Linked DNA regions of Ovis aries: region 1 is linked to region 2. The links are chromatin contacts, called in public Hi-C maps. All regions are on one chromosome and are shown on one strand. Each heading gives the region's core, a stretch centred on a gene start, on an enhancer-like site or on the middle of the called end of the contact. The rest is flanking DNA. Distances are from core to core; before and after follow the strand shown. Region 1 holds the start of LOC121819231 (mitochondrial ribosome and complex I assembly factor AltMIEF1). Region 2 holds the start of CBX7 (chromobox 7).

Region 1 (6,713 bases), core at 2,202-4,701, 320 kb before region 2:
CTATGCTTGCTTTAGAGACTTTTGAAACAGAGTATAGTTATATTTACAGCTTCCCAGTGGCTTAGTTGGTAAAGAATCTGCCTGCAGTGCAGGAGACCTGGGTTCAATCCCTAGGTTGGGAAAATCCCCAGAGAAAGAAATGGCAACCCACTCCAGTATTCTTGCCTGGAGAATTCTATGAACAGAGGAGCCACAGTGGGCTACAGTCCATGGGGTCACAAAGAGTAGGACTGGATTCAGTGACTAAACCACATCGTTATGTTTGGAAGAACGTGATCTAACCCTCAAGAGAACTGAATCCACTGAAGAATGAGCCAGATGGAACAAGACCTAAGTTTTAACCAGTAACTTTTCTAGCATTTTCATACATTTAATGTTGTATGAAGAAAAATGATCTCCTAGTAGGACTTGAAACTAAGGGCCTTTTTAACTGGGAGCATTTTATAAGGGACCATTCTGTTATGTTGATATTTCCTTCAGTATGCCTAAAGAGCTTTGGCCACTAAAAAGAAAGATTCTCCCTTTCCTGGTCCCCTGTATCAGAAAAAATGAAACCTAGAACAGAGGCCTACCTACCTGAGGCTTCTTAATGCATCTGTGAGGTGGAGGTGGGAGAGAGGCAGGTGTGTCTCTGGAAGGCACCTGTGTCCTCTTTCCCTTGGAATTAGGATGGGAGGGGAAAGGAGAGGACACTAAATGATCCCTCCTAGCTTGCTGTGGAGGAAGACCAGGCCCTTTTCCAGCTGCTTCTCCCGGGCCTCGGGATCCTCCAGTTTCTGGTTTTTCCGGAACTCACGGCGGATGGAGGCAAGGTAGAAGTCTCGATCAGTGTAGCGAAGCTGTCGGCCTTGGCGAAGCAGAGCCCGGTAGAGACTCAGCACCGCCTCTCGGCTCCATGAGGCCATGAGGGACTGACAGGGGCTGGGCGTCAAGCTATACACAGGAGGGAAGAAAGAGAAGCCTAGAGTCAGAATTAATGATAGAAGGGAACTACACTGTTGTTCTCGTTCAGTTGCTCAGTTGTGTCCGACTCTTTGTGACCCTTTGGACTATAGCCCGCCAGGCTCCTCAGTCCATGGGATTCTCCAGGCAAGAATACTGCAGTGGGTTGCCATTTCCTTCTCCAAGGGGATCTTCCCCACCCAGGGATCGAACCCACATTTCCTGCATTGACAGGTGGATTCTTTACCGCTGAGTCACCAGGAAAGCCCAGAAGGACCTATGAAAGTGAAATGTGAAAGTGTTAGCTGCTCAGTCGTGTCTGATTCTGCAAACCCATGGACTGTAGCCTGCCAGGCTCCTCTGTCCCTGGGGTTCTCCAGGCAAGAATACTGGAGTGGGTAACCATTCCCTTCTCCAGGGGATCTTCTTGACCCAGGGATTGAACCCAGGTCTCTCTTGTTGCAGGCATTCTTTACCGTCTGATTCACCAGTAATTCTGTAGTTCTTAATCCAGGTCTCAGAGACCCCCTCAAGGTCACACTGTGACTTAGTGGCAGGGCCGGGACTAGATCCCAGCCTACAGACTCCTGCTCCTGGGAAACTACCAGTTATGCTGAAAGGTCAGGGACTGGAAGCTGGACTACCTGCGCCTGAATTTTGGCTCTGCCACTTACGTGCCATATGATTTTGGGCAAAGTACATAACCTCTTTGAGCATCAGTTTCCTCGCTTGTAAAATAGAAATAATGCTATCTACATTTATATACCGCTATGTACTTTTATGCTAATAGTACTTACCCCACAGGATTATTTTGAAACTTGCCTGAGATATCGCATGTAAAGTGAAAGAAAGTGAAAATATTAGTTGCTCAGTCATGTCCATCTCTTTGTGATCCCATGGACTGGAGCCCACCAGGCTCCTCTGGAGCCTAGCTTCTCTAGGCAACTGCAGGGGGTTGCCATTTCTTCCTCCAGCAGATCTTCCCGACCCAAGGGTTGAACCCCGGTCTCCTGCACTGCAGGCAGATTCTTTACCATCTGAGCCACCAGGGAAGAAGCACACATAATGTAACTTCACCACAAGGGGCCTCAGTCATACTTGAATCCTAGCACCAACACTTAGTAAGCTGATTACCCTGGGCAAGTTTCTTAACCTCTCTGGGCTTACCTTAGTTCCTCATTTGTAAAATGAGGATTAAAACTGTATTTTCCATATGGTTAGTATGAGGATTAAAAGTGGTTAGAATAGCACTCAGCATATGCCAAGCCATATCGTGGCAGCTATGATTAATGCTACCTCCCCTTGTGTGTAAGTGCTCAATAAGTATCAGATTTAGTTACACATAAACCACCATCATCTGCCTTCAGTAACAATAAACCCTTACAGAACCAAGGAGTGTTATCATTTGTAAAGTGCTTTGTCATCCATTATCACATTTAAACTGAGGAACTTATGAAGTGGACAGGGTTCATAACAACAATGGTTAATGTTTATTGATTGTTTACTGTTATAGCACACACTGGCCAAGCAGGTCCCACGTGACATCTCATTCCATCAACAATTCTAGTGTCACCAGTATCTCCATTTTAAGCAGAGGAAACTGATGCTCCCAGAGAGAAGTAACTCACCAACAAGCAGGGCTGTAAAGGGGGGTGCACTTCCGACCCCGACTCTGCCTGCCTGTGGAATGAAAACTACCGTTTGCTGGGATCTGCCCATGCATACAGCACTTCTAAGGTGCTGTACAAACTTTCCCAGTTCAGCGCCTGGCACATACCCAGGGCTCAAAAAATAAACTTAACAAAGGACGCTCACAATGTCCCTGTGTGGAAAAAATGATCACCCCTCTTTCTGAAATAAATATATGAGACTGAATGGGAAAGGTATCTGACTGGTAAAACGGTCTGGACTTTGGGCCCAAAGTCAGCTACCGTCAGCCTCCGGCCTTGCGAGCCTGCTGCGCGAGCGTGAGCAAGCCACCGTCCTCGTCCCTTTACCCTCAACTGCAGAAGAGCGCCCCTCGGCGCCAAGTCTCCCTGAGTGGGACAGATGAATCCAGAAATCAACAGAAAAGTGTTTTACGAAGTAGAAGGCGACTGGCATGCAAGAGCTGTTACAAGGTCGACCGGCGAATGGGCGGGTGGGCCCTGGAGGGTCCCCAGGTCCTCCCCCTACCTGGGGGGATCGCACCGAACCGGGGTAGAGAGACCCTGAGGCTGGGGCAGGCCGGCTCTGGGGCACCGGGAGAGCTCCGGAGGTTGGGGAGAGGCCCCGGAGCGGCCTCCAGGGGAAAATCCAGGGCAGGCTGGGGAGAGACCCCCGGTGGCCAGGCCGATAGTGTGGGCCCCGGCCGGGCTAGGGACCCAAACAGCGACCCTGAAAAGAGGGCGTGGCGAACCCCCAACCCCGGCCTTCACTCCTCCCCGCGCTCACCTGAGGACCGCGCGCACTCCCTCTACTCGAGATTCGCCTCTCGCCCGGTACCTCTTCTAGGGTCACCCACCAACATGGCCCCTTTACTTCCGGGCCACGACCTTGCGCCCGGACCTGAGAGGAGGAACCGAAGGGAGCCGGGAGGCAGACGGTGGCTGGAGGACTTCCGGTCTCCCCTGCCTAGGCCTCTCTCAGGGTGGGGCCAGGAGCCGCATCGGGCCCCGCCCCCTCTCGGGGCCCCGCCCCACAGTCCTGAGTCCCGCCTCTATGCGTGACGTCACCCAAGGGTGGGCCTGGCCAGGCCATTTGGTCCCCGCCCAGAGGGCCCGGTGGGGGAGAGGGGGAAAGCGTTGTGTGGGCTGGATCAGCCGCTGTGCGGGCTGGTCCCCCAACCTCCTGTCAGCCCTGTAACCTGTCATGCCCCAGCGCTGTTTGCTGATCTCGGGCTGGAGCCGTGGAGGGTCCCTGGGGAGGTTTAGCACTAACGATGTTCCCTATCGTGGCTTTTAAAGGTCTTCCAGATTGCTCATTTTTTATCCTTCCGTGCTGTTACCGCTGTTAAAGACCTACCATCCAAGGTCCTCCTCAAACATCCCCTCTAGAAGTCTCCAGCTCATTCCGCGCCCCTATCCAACACACCTAGGTGTCTCCTTTGAGTCCCACAGAACTGTTTGCACATCCCAGTTAGGGCTTCACTCCTTCAAGGAAATGTGTTGTTTGGGGTGTTTTTTTTTTTTTGGAGGGGGGGGGCTAATCCGGGTCTTAGTTGGGGCGCTCAGGATATTTGTTGCTGAATGCCAATTCTTAGTTGTGACTTGTAGGATCTAATTCCCTGACCAGGAATGGAACCTGGGCCCCCTGCATTGGGAGTGCAGAATCTTAGCCGCTGGACCACCAGGGAAGTCCACAAACATGTTTACTGGCTCCTGTTATTTGCTAGGCACTGCTTTTTAATTTCTCCATTACTTTTAGTCTCTCATCAGATTTGAGGGCAAGAGCCATGTCCTTATGGAATCTGTCAGCCCTCTTTCCCCTTTTTCCCAGCTCAGCATCTCAGAAGGGGAGGGGAAGAGGTAGGCTTTGGAATCAGGCCCAACCTGCTCCAAATTCAGCTCTACTTTAAAGAGAGCAGCCTGCCCTCTGGCAACTTTCCTAACCCCTCTCAGCCCCTCTCAGCCTTTGTGAGGATTAAAAGGCATCTAGCAGGAAGGTGTCCAAGGTCAGGGGCACCGGCCGAGACGAGCTAACCCACGTCCAGGTCAGGGGCGGCAGCCAAGAGGAGCAAGGCCACGTCCAAGGAGCGGCGGCTGCGCGGGCGCAAGAGGGCTGAGAGGAGCTACTCCACATTCAAGGTCAGGAGGGGCGACTTCGTCCAAGGTAAGGAGCTGCAGCTGTGCCTTGCTGGAGCAGCCGTGAAGAGATACCCCACATCCAAGGTAAGAGAAACCCAAGTAAGATGGTAGGTGTTGGGAGAGGGCATCAGAGGGCAGACACACTGAAACCATAATCACAGAAAACTAGCCAATCTGATCACACGGACCACAGCCTTGTCTTAACTCAGTGAAACTAAGCCATGCCGTGAGGGGCCACTCAAGACGGATGGGTCATGGTGGAGAGGTCTGACAGAATGTGGTCCACTGGAGAAGGGAATGGCAAACCACTTCAGTATTCTTGCCTTGAGAACCCCATGAACAGTATGAAAAGGCAGAAATGATAGGATACTGAAAGAGGAACTCCCCAGGTCGGTGGGTGCCCAATATGCTACTGGAGATCAGTGGAGAAATAACTCCAGAAAGAATGAAGGGATGGGGCCAAAGCAAAACCAACACCCAGTTGTGGATATGACTGGTGATAGAAGCAAGGTCCGATGCTGTAAAGAGCAATACTGCATAGAAACCTGGAATGTTAGGTTCATGAATCAAGGCTAATTAGAAGTGGTCAAACAGGACAGGGCAAGAGTGAACGTAGACATTCTAGGAATCAGTAAACTAAAACGGACTGGAATGGTGAATTTAACTCAGATGACCATTATATCTACTACTGCGGGCAGGAATCCCTCAGAAGAAATGGAGTAGCCATCATGGTCAACAAATGCAGTACTTGGATGCAATCTCAAAAACAACAGAATGATCTCTGTTCATTTCCAAGGCAAACCATTCAATATCACGGTAACCCAAGCCTATGCCCCAACCAGTAACACTGAAGAAGCTGAAGTTGAATGATTCTATGAAGACCTACAAGACCTTTTAGAACACCCCCAAAAGATGTCCTTTTCATTATAGGGGACTGGAATGCAAAAGTAGGAAGTCAAGAAACACCTGGAGTAACAGGCAAATTTAGCCTTGGAGTATGGAATGAAGCAGGGCAAAGGCTAAGAGAGTTTTGCCAAGAGCACACACTGGTCATAGCAAACACCCTCTTCCAGCAACACAAGAGAAGACTCTACACATGCACATCACCAGATGGTCAACACCGAAATCAGATTGATTATATTCTTTGCAGCCAAAGATGGAGAAACGCTATACAGTCAGCAAAAACAAGACCAGGAGCTGACTGTGGCTCAGATCATGAACTCCTTATTGCCAAATTCAGACTGAAATTGAAGAAAGTAGGGGAAACCAGTAGACCATTCAGGTATGACCTAAATCAAATCCCTTATGATTATACAGTGGAAATGAGAAATAGATTTAAGGGACTGAGTGCCTGATGAACTATGGATGGAGGTTCATGACATTGTACAGGAGACAGGGATCAAGACCATCCCCATGGAAAAGAAATGCAAAAAAGCAAAATGGCTGTCTGGGGAGGCCTTACAAATAGCTGTGAAAAGAAGAGAAGCGAAAAGCAAAGGAGAAAAGGAAACATATAAGCATCAGAATGCAGAGTTCCAGAGAATAGCAAGGAGAGATAAGAAAGCCTTCCTCAGCAATCAGTCCAAGAAAATACATGAAAACAACAGAATGGGAAAGACTAGAGATCTCTTTAAAAAAATTAGAGATACCAAGGGAACATTTCATGCAAAGATGGGCTCGATAAAGGACAGAAATGGTATGGACCTAACAGAAGCAGAAGATATTAAGAAGAGGTGGCAAGAATACACAGAAGAACTATACAAAAAAGATCTTCACGACCCAGATAATCACGATGGTGTGATCATTCACATAGAGCCAGACATCCTGGAATGTGAAGTCAAGTGAGCCTTAGAAAGCATCACTATGAACAAAGCTAGTGGAGGTGATGGAATTCCAGTCGAGCTATTTCAAATCCTGAAAGATGATGCTGTGAAAGTGCTGCACTCAATATGCCAGCAAGTTTGGAAAACTCAGCAGTGGCCACAG
Region 2 (7,463 bases), core at 1,715-4,214:
ATGGTATGGGTTTTTTTTGGTACTATTTAAAATTCAACATGTTTAATTTTACTCTTACACATCAATTCAGACTAGTCACATTTCAAGATCTCAGTAGTAATAGGGGGCTAGTGGCTACCATATTGGATAACACAGGTCTAGAATATATTCTGTGCCATGTTTAATGTAAATGGGGATTGCAATCATCCTTGCCTTTTTACTAATCTCAACATTTCACTATTAATTAGAATATTTGCTGTAGGATTTTTGTAGATACTTTTACCAGGATAAAGTCATTCTCTTGTATTCCTAATTTGCTACAGGTTTTAAAACATAAACAGATCTTGAACGTTCCATGTATCTTTTGTAATAACAATATGTCTTGTTTCCTTAACTAATGGTGAATTACGTTAACTGATTTTTTTTTCTTTTGCTTTGCAGTGTTTATTGCTAATGAATGGTAGCATTTTCCCCAGGATTTTCAAATTGAGGTATGCCTGCCTGCTGTTTCAGTTGTGTCCTACTCTTTGTGACCCTATGGACTGTAGCCCACCAGGCTCCTCTGTCCATGGAAAAATTCAATGCAACTAGTGTTTTCATAGAAATAACTGTTGCTTTTGCTGATAACTTTCTGCCCTTAACTTTGCTGCTTTTGTGAATATCTCCTATGTCTTGAAAGGAGAATATTCTGCACTTGTAGCTACACTGCTCTGTAAAAGTCCCCTAGTCAAGTTTCTTAATATTATCATTAAATGTATTTCTGCTTGTTCTGTTGATTACAGAGGGATGTGTTTTTAAATCTCCCATTATAATTGTGGGTTTTTCTATTTCTCTGTAGAGTTCTCTTTTTTTTTTTTTTTTTTTTTTAAGACTATGGTCTTTACATATGAGTTTGAAATTGTTCTTTCTTTCTGGTCAGTTGGACCATTTTCAGTGACCTTTTAATCTCTACTGATTTTTTTCTGATACTAAAATAACTGCACCAGTCTTCTTTTCCTTAGCCTTTGTATTATAAGATTTTTTTTTTTTTTAACTACGCATTTCCTTTCACCCTTTCAGTGTCTTTGTTTTGGAAATGTTTCTTGTGGATGTCTCTTGTAAATTACAGGTAGTTGGATTTTTATCCTGCCTGGTAATCTTCGTATTTTAACTACAACATTTAGTCCACTTGCATTGTTTTATAGTACATTTGAATTTATAACTTATTTATTTGTCCCACCTATCTTGTATTTTTCTCTCCATTCTTGCTTGTTTTAGGATTGATTGGATTGATTTTCTCATTCTGTTTTTCCCCTCTAATAATCTGGCTAAATACTATATACTGCATTTCCATTCTTTCTGTTTACCCTGTTAATGACAACTTACAGTCTTAACTCATCAGAGTTTAAGTATATTTGCTATCTATTTTCGTTTTCCTTCTGAGGAATAGAAAGATAGAACACTTTAATCCATTCACCCAAGTTCTATGCCATTGTTGTGTATTTTAATTCTATTTTTATCCAGAAGACATTGTTATTGTATTATCAATGTTCTTCATTGTTCTTTATTCTCTGTTTCATCAGACCTCTGTCTGTGATCATCTTCCTCCAGCCTGAAGTTCTTCCGTTGGAATTTCCTTTAGGGAGGGTCTGCTACTGGCAAAGTCAGTTTTTGTATTTGTAAATGTTATCATTTCCCCTTGTTCTGAAAGACATTTTCACTGGGTACATAAATCTTGAAATAAAATTTCACTCAGTTTCTAAGATGATGGTTATTTTCTTTCAGTGCTTTGAAGGTATCATTCTACCGCCTCCGGGCTTCCGTTGCTCCTGATAAAAAGTCCGTGCAAATCATTTCTTTTTCTTTTCTCTTTTTCTACCCCGGACGCCAGGCAGAGGCGTCTGGACTTTATTCTGAGGGGCACAGGGAGCTATGGAAGGTTTTAAAGCACTAAGGTGATCCAGTCAGATCTGCATTTTAGAAAGCGCACTCGGGCACTGTGGACTCGGAGGGCATTGAGAAGTGAGAAGGCAGTTGCTGCAGTCCAGAGAAAGGACAAGGGGTGTGGATGGGAGGAGGTCAGAGAGGCAGGACTTGGGGGGTCAACGCAGGCAGGCGGTTGGGAGCCCAAGGGGCACGGATGACTCGGGTTCCTAGTGAAGATGGAAAGCTGGCGCCGTAGGACAGACAGAACCGTGTTGGAGTGGATGGGGATAATGAATGGATTTGTGTGAGATCTCAAGATCCATCCATTCCACAGAGTCGAACACCTACTACGTGCAGAGTGTCAAGTGCGTGTCACTGGGGACTTGGGGCTGCGTGGCGTCAAAATCCGTCCCGCTGCTCACCCTAGATTCGCTGCGGCCATACCTGCCGCCAAGTATTGCCTAGCGGGGGCCCCTGAGGCAGCGGCCGCCTGGGGACCAGGCGTCTCAGCACAACCGCCCAGACGGACAGACGGACGTTAAGGATGGACGCGGAGGCGCCGGCTCAGGACCGGCAAGCCACACCGCTCCGGAGCCTGGATCCAGAGAGACCGTGGTACTGAGACACCCTGACAGGTTGGAAACCTTGGCCGTCCCCGCCCTCCTGACGCCCGAGGGTCCGCGCCGCGATCTCGTCTATTCTTTGTTGAGAGGCGAGGCAAATGGCCTCACCGCTCTCCCCCGGGCCCTCGTATGCCCAGCCGGGGCCAGGCCGTTTCCAGACCCTCAGAGCCACCGGGAGGACTTAAGAAAACACTCCTGGGTGCTAATATCTCGTCCAACACACCCGCCTAGCGGAGCCCCTGCCAAATAAGTCCCGCGGGCCGCCGGCTTTGGAGAGACACGCCGCGCGCGAGGCCCGGGGGCGGACCTCCAGAGGGGCGGGCCCGAGCGGGAGGCGGAGCCAGGGAGGGGCGTGGCCGGCTAGACGGGAGCCGAGCCCCCGCTCCGCCCCGCCCCGCCCCGCCCTCGCCCCCGCCCGGCGCGCTCGCCCGCGGGCTCGCTCGCGCAGAGGAAAACGTTGCGCAGGTTCAAAAATGGAACGTCGGCGGCGTGAGGGAGCGCGAGGGGGTGTGCGCGCGTGCGCGTGCGCGTGCGCGCCCGGGCGAGGGTGACGGGGACCCCGCCGGCCCGAGCATCGCGCGCCGCAGCCGCGGCCCCGCAGCTCCGCCCCCGGCCCGGCCCGGCCCCGGGCCCGCTCGCCCGCCGCCCCGCATGGAGCTGTCAGCCATCGGCGAGCAGGTGTTCGCCGTAGAGAGCATCCGGAAGAAGCGCGTGCGGAAGGTGAGGCTGCCCGGGGGGCGGCTCCCAGGACCCCTGTGGGGTCCCCTTCTGTCCCCAGTACTGTCTCCTCTACCCTGGAGGCGAGGGAGAAAGTGGGGGCGGGGGGACCCAGGCAGCCCCGCGCTGCCGGGCCCGTATCCCCAGCCCGTGCCTCAGTTTCCCCCGCCACCTTGTAGGGAGCGTAGAATTAAAAGTTGTCGCCCCAGGATGCTGAGGGCAGCTGAGCCAGCCAGAGCTGGAGATTAGGATCGGACTGGAGGGACCTCGAACGCTATCCGTTCTCACCCTCCTCTCATTAAATATGGGGAGACTGAGGCCCAAGTTGAAGAAACGGCTTGCCTCGTGTGTTCGCATTGGAGCTGGGTCTCGAACTCAGGACTGTCTACTCTTGGTGCCAAGTCCTTTGAAGTTGGAGGCGGAGCTTTGGAAAAGCCTCCTCCCGCCTCTTAAGTTTAACTGCTGGACTTCGACCTTTTCCGATCCCCTCTACACCCCCACCTCCGCGTCTCTCCCCGACTTCCAGTGCACACCCCCTCAGTCTTCCCCTCCCCGACTCCCAGCTCCGCCCGGCGGCTCGGTGAAGCCGCCTACGGCGCTTCGGCATCCTCAAAGCTCCTCCCCCTTTGCCTTCGCCTCCCAAACATACACCCAGCGATTTAAGGAGGCATCTGTTCTCTTGTGTTTTTGTCCCTGCGCCTCGGGCCTGGACTTTGGCCATGCCCATTTCCGGTGCACACGTTTGCAAAGTAGTCTGGCCCCAGGCTGGAAGTTGGGACTGGAAGGCTTTGGGGAAATTTCCTGTCCCAACACTTAGAACCACTATCCTTTTATCTCCTCCCTGCCGCCCCTTGAGAGGCTCTAGCGGCAGGGCAGGAGTTCACCTCCTCCCATTTGACGGAGGCACAAACTGAGGCCCGCGCTGGGGAAGTGACCTGACCAAGGTCAAACAGTAAGTTAGAGATGAGTGCAGAGCCGGAGTTCAAGTTGGCTCATTGCCAACTCATCTTTCAAGGGAGAAAACTCAGCTCTGTTATCTTGGGCTAAGGGTAACGGGGTCAAAGTAGGCCATGACCTTTTCTTTTCTTCCCCCAACTCCAATGGGGTTGAGTTTTGTCTTCATGTCGGGGCTGCCCCTTCTCCTTCTCCCTTCGCTCAGAGTTTCCTTAATTTGAATTTGTTCCTCAAAACCCAATGCTTTCCATGCAGTGTACCCTAAGCAGGTACATTAATTACCCCTTTCTACAGGGGGCCGTAGTGCCAGAGAGTGAGGAGCATTGTTCCTTTCACATTCATTCAAAATTTTGAGGACCTCTTATATACCAGGCACCAGTCTAAGTGCCAGGGGAGGGAGCCCCAGGCTTTGTGGAGCTGGCATTCTGGTAGAGGAGACAGGCAGCAAAAGAGGAAGTAAACAGATGCTTTCCACTGGGGTTGTGTGCCACACAGAAAGAGAACTGTAAGGTGGGAGGGAGGGTGGCCAGGGCAGGCTTCTTTGAGGAGATGACATTATCTTGGTCTTAAAGTTCTAGTGTGGAGGGGTACCACTTGTCAGATTGGGAAGGCCCCTGTCACCTGTGCGGAAGGGAGGAACCTGGCTCTTATTTTCTCACTCCTGGAGGGAGGGATGAGCACTGTTTCTTACGGTGAGGATTGTCTGCCTTCTCTGGGGTCCTGCCAGGGTCTTTTGACTTGAGAGTAAGTTGAGAGTCTTGGAGTCACTAGCCTGTCCACTCTGGGCCAGAGGCACTGTCTCACAGGGATGGGGCTGATGGGGCTAGAGGCCTGGGGGACTCCGCAATGAGGAGTTTTCTAGGACTTGGAGAGTCTTCTAATTTAAAAAAAGAGAATTATGGTCTTTGCACTGGCACACTGGACACTGGATCTTTGGCCATGCACATTCCCCACACGTGACATGGGCTCCAAGCTTGTACCACAGGTACCACTGAGGTGTGTAGGGAGGGCCCAGTGCACACCTGTGCTCTAGCAGGGAGGATGGTCTGGGATGGACATGGAGCAGCCAAAGACTGAGGATCTCTGGTTGATGGGGATCTTGTGTATATGTGTTGGGGGACTTCTGTCTGCAGAGGGGATTGGGCCTTCAGCCCTGCAAGTGGTCCTCGGGGCATCTGTGTATCTCACTGTGTCTCCTTCTCTCTTTCTCCCCAGGGTAAAGTTGAATACTTGGTGAAGTGGAAAGGATGGCCCCCAAAGTAAGGCTCCTTTGTGTGTGTGTCTGTCTGCCTACCTGTACCTCCTTCCATCTGCCTTTTCCCGGCTCTCCTGCCTCACTTTTCACTCCAGCTGCTCTAGTAATTGGCCAGCTGACCTTGATTAAATTGTCCTCTTTCTAGGCCTTAGTTTCCCCTCTGCCAGCTGAGAGATTTGCAGCATATGAGGGTCAAGGCGGGTGCCAGCTTCCCTTCAGAGCTGTGCTCCATCTTCTGGTTGGAGCCTCTGCTCCCCTGCTTCTGGCCTCTCCTGGCATTCAGTGGTGAAGACCCAGCATCTTGGCTTCAGAAATGGCCCCCTGCAAGGTGGAGGGGCACTCAAGCTGCAGCATGTACCAGTGGCAGGTGGAAGTTTGTGACATTGAGCAAGACAAGTTTAGCCAGTGGGGCATGAGTCTTCAGTGCCATAGAGCTGGGGACAGAGCCACCTTTGGCTAGCACTCTCCAGTGTGCAGAGCAGGTTCCCCCACAGACTTGTGAGACAGCTGTGGGCCTCATCTCCAAAGATGAGGAAACAGGTTCAGAGAAGGTAAGCAGCTGGCCTTAGGTCACACAGCAAGGGGAAGGCAGAGTTGGGGCTTGAAGTGAGCCCCTCTTCCTTGCCTCCTCCATCTCCCAGTTGGGAGGCGGGCCAACTTGGGTCTAGGACCTCTCCCAGTTGCCCCGCCTCTCCCGCTGAGCCCAAATCAGGAACCTTCTCACCAACCAATCACCTCCCAGCAGGAGTTGTTGCAGGGAGGGGAGGGAATGAGCAGGTCGTGGGGCCTCCCCATTGGCCTGTGGGCACCCCACCTCCCTGCCTGGCTTCCTAGAGATAGATTCCTGGAGTCCCCCCTGGTTCCAGAGCCCCTGCTATCTGTGCCAGGGGCTTTCTGCTGTGTTGCTGTTGAGGGTGACCTGATGTTTGGGCCCTGGGAGTGTCTTGGACGCACAGTGGTGAGAGACGCAGCAGAGGGGAAAACAGCCATGCTGCCTCAGCTTCCCTCTCTGCGAAATGGATTCAGTAGTCCAGGCCCAGCTCTCCTCTCACAGGCTTCTTCACTTTGTGGGGTGAAAGGTCTGGGGTGTGTCCCAGATGGCCTGCAGGCATACTGTTGATTAGGGCTGGTGGCTGGCCAACCAGGTAATGCACTCATCCTTTCCTGCTGCCCTTTCCCAAACACCCTGAGACTGAAGGATAATCCCCTCCTCCACTAGGCAGAGGAGAGGTGGGCTTCCAGTCTGGGTGAAGGGGCAGTAAGAGGAGGTGGAAACCTAGAAAAGGAAGGTGCTCAGAGCGGGCATACTCCCTGGGTAATCACTCCCCTCTTAGCTTCTGCACCAAAAGACATTGATTGCATGGGACTGTGGACGCTAGCCTGTTGGCCTTCAAGGCATTGTTGGCTATTCTTCCTGCTGTGTAGATTCCCTTCTCTAAACAGATGTATTTGTCTATTTCAAGTTCCTTCCACCACTTTTCTTTATCCTGAATGAGTATGTCTGCCCATCAGAGCTTCAGTCACGGGAAGGACCTGGCATTCCAAGAGAGGTCCCTGTATAGTTCTGCTGGCCTATGCCCATGCCCCTGGGGCCCACTTGTTCCCTAACATGCTGAGATCACCAGATGGGTCCTCATGACTACCTTTTGTGACCCCCCCCCCCAACAGGAGTTCAGGGAGTCCTGTGTGGCCAGAAGACCTGAGGCATCTCCGACTTCCTCACACTTTGGTCCTTGTTCACAGCTTAACTGCTGGGATCCCTTGGACAGGTCCCCAGCAGAGCAGAATCTCTGCTACCTCATCTCCAAATTGGAATGAATCCTCCAACACAGCAGTGATGTGAGGATTAGATGACAGATACAGAGTACCTAGTGCATGCTTAACTCAGACAAGGCACTTAGTAAATGTTTGCTATTAATAGTAAGTTATACAGCTGGGCTCCTAGGTCTCTCACCAGCTGGAAAGGGGTCTGGGGGATTCTACTGCCATCTAAAGTAGCTTTAGCCCTCATTCAGATCAGTCCTCTCATG

The links. A called contact is a pair of places that touch in the nucleus more often than the background predicts.
Region 1: a Hi-C map of tail adipose tissue shows a contact between it and region 2, with 6 times the contacts expected there. The contact joins the promoter of LOC121819231 here to the promoter of CBX7 in region 2. A contact is called at or near these places in 6 of 16 Hi-C or Micro-C datasets (blood, liver, mixed tissues and 2 more).

What each region holds. Positions count from the first base shown.
Region 1 is chr3:216,747,834-216,754,546 of ARS-UI_Ramb_v3.0, reverse strand. LOC121819231 (mitochondrial ribosome and complex I assembly factor AltMIEF1) reads right to left here and starts at 3,451. Exons shown (of 2, transcript XM_042247761.2): 1 at 3,376-3,451; 2 at 1-933. The coding sequence starts at 905. The coding sequence ends at 693. TRNAG-CCC (transfer RNA glycine (anticodon CCC)) reads right to left here and starts at 4,276; the gene lies at 4,204-4,276. It also overlaps a transcript of ATF4 not described here.
Region 2 is chr3:216,426,575-216,434,037 of ARS-UI_Ramb_v3.0, reverse strand. It overlaps CBX7 (chromobox 7), which reads left to right and starts at 2,964. Exons shown (of 6, transcript XM_042247753.2): 1 at 2,964-3,227; 2 at 5,394-5,437. The coding sequence starts at 3,159. All of the region lies in intron 1 of LOC132659640 (a long non-coding RNA gene), which reads right to left.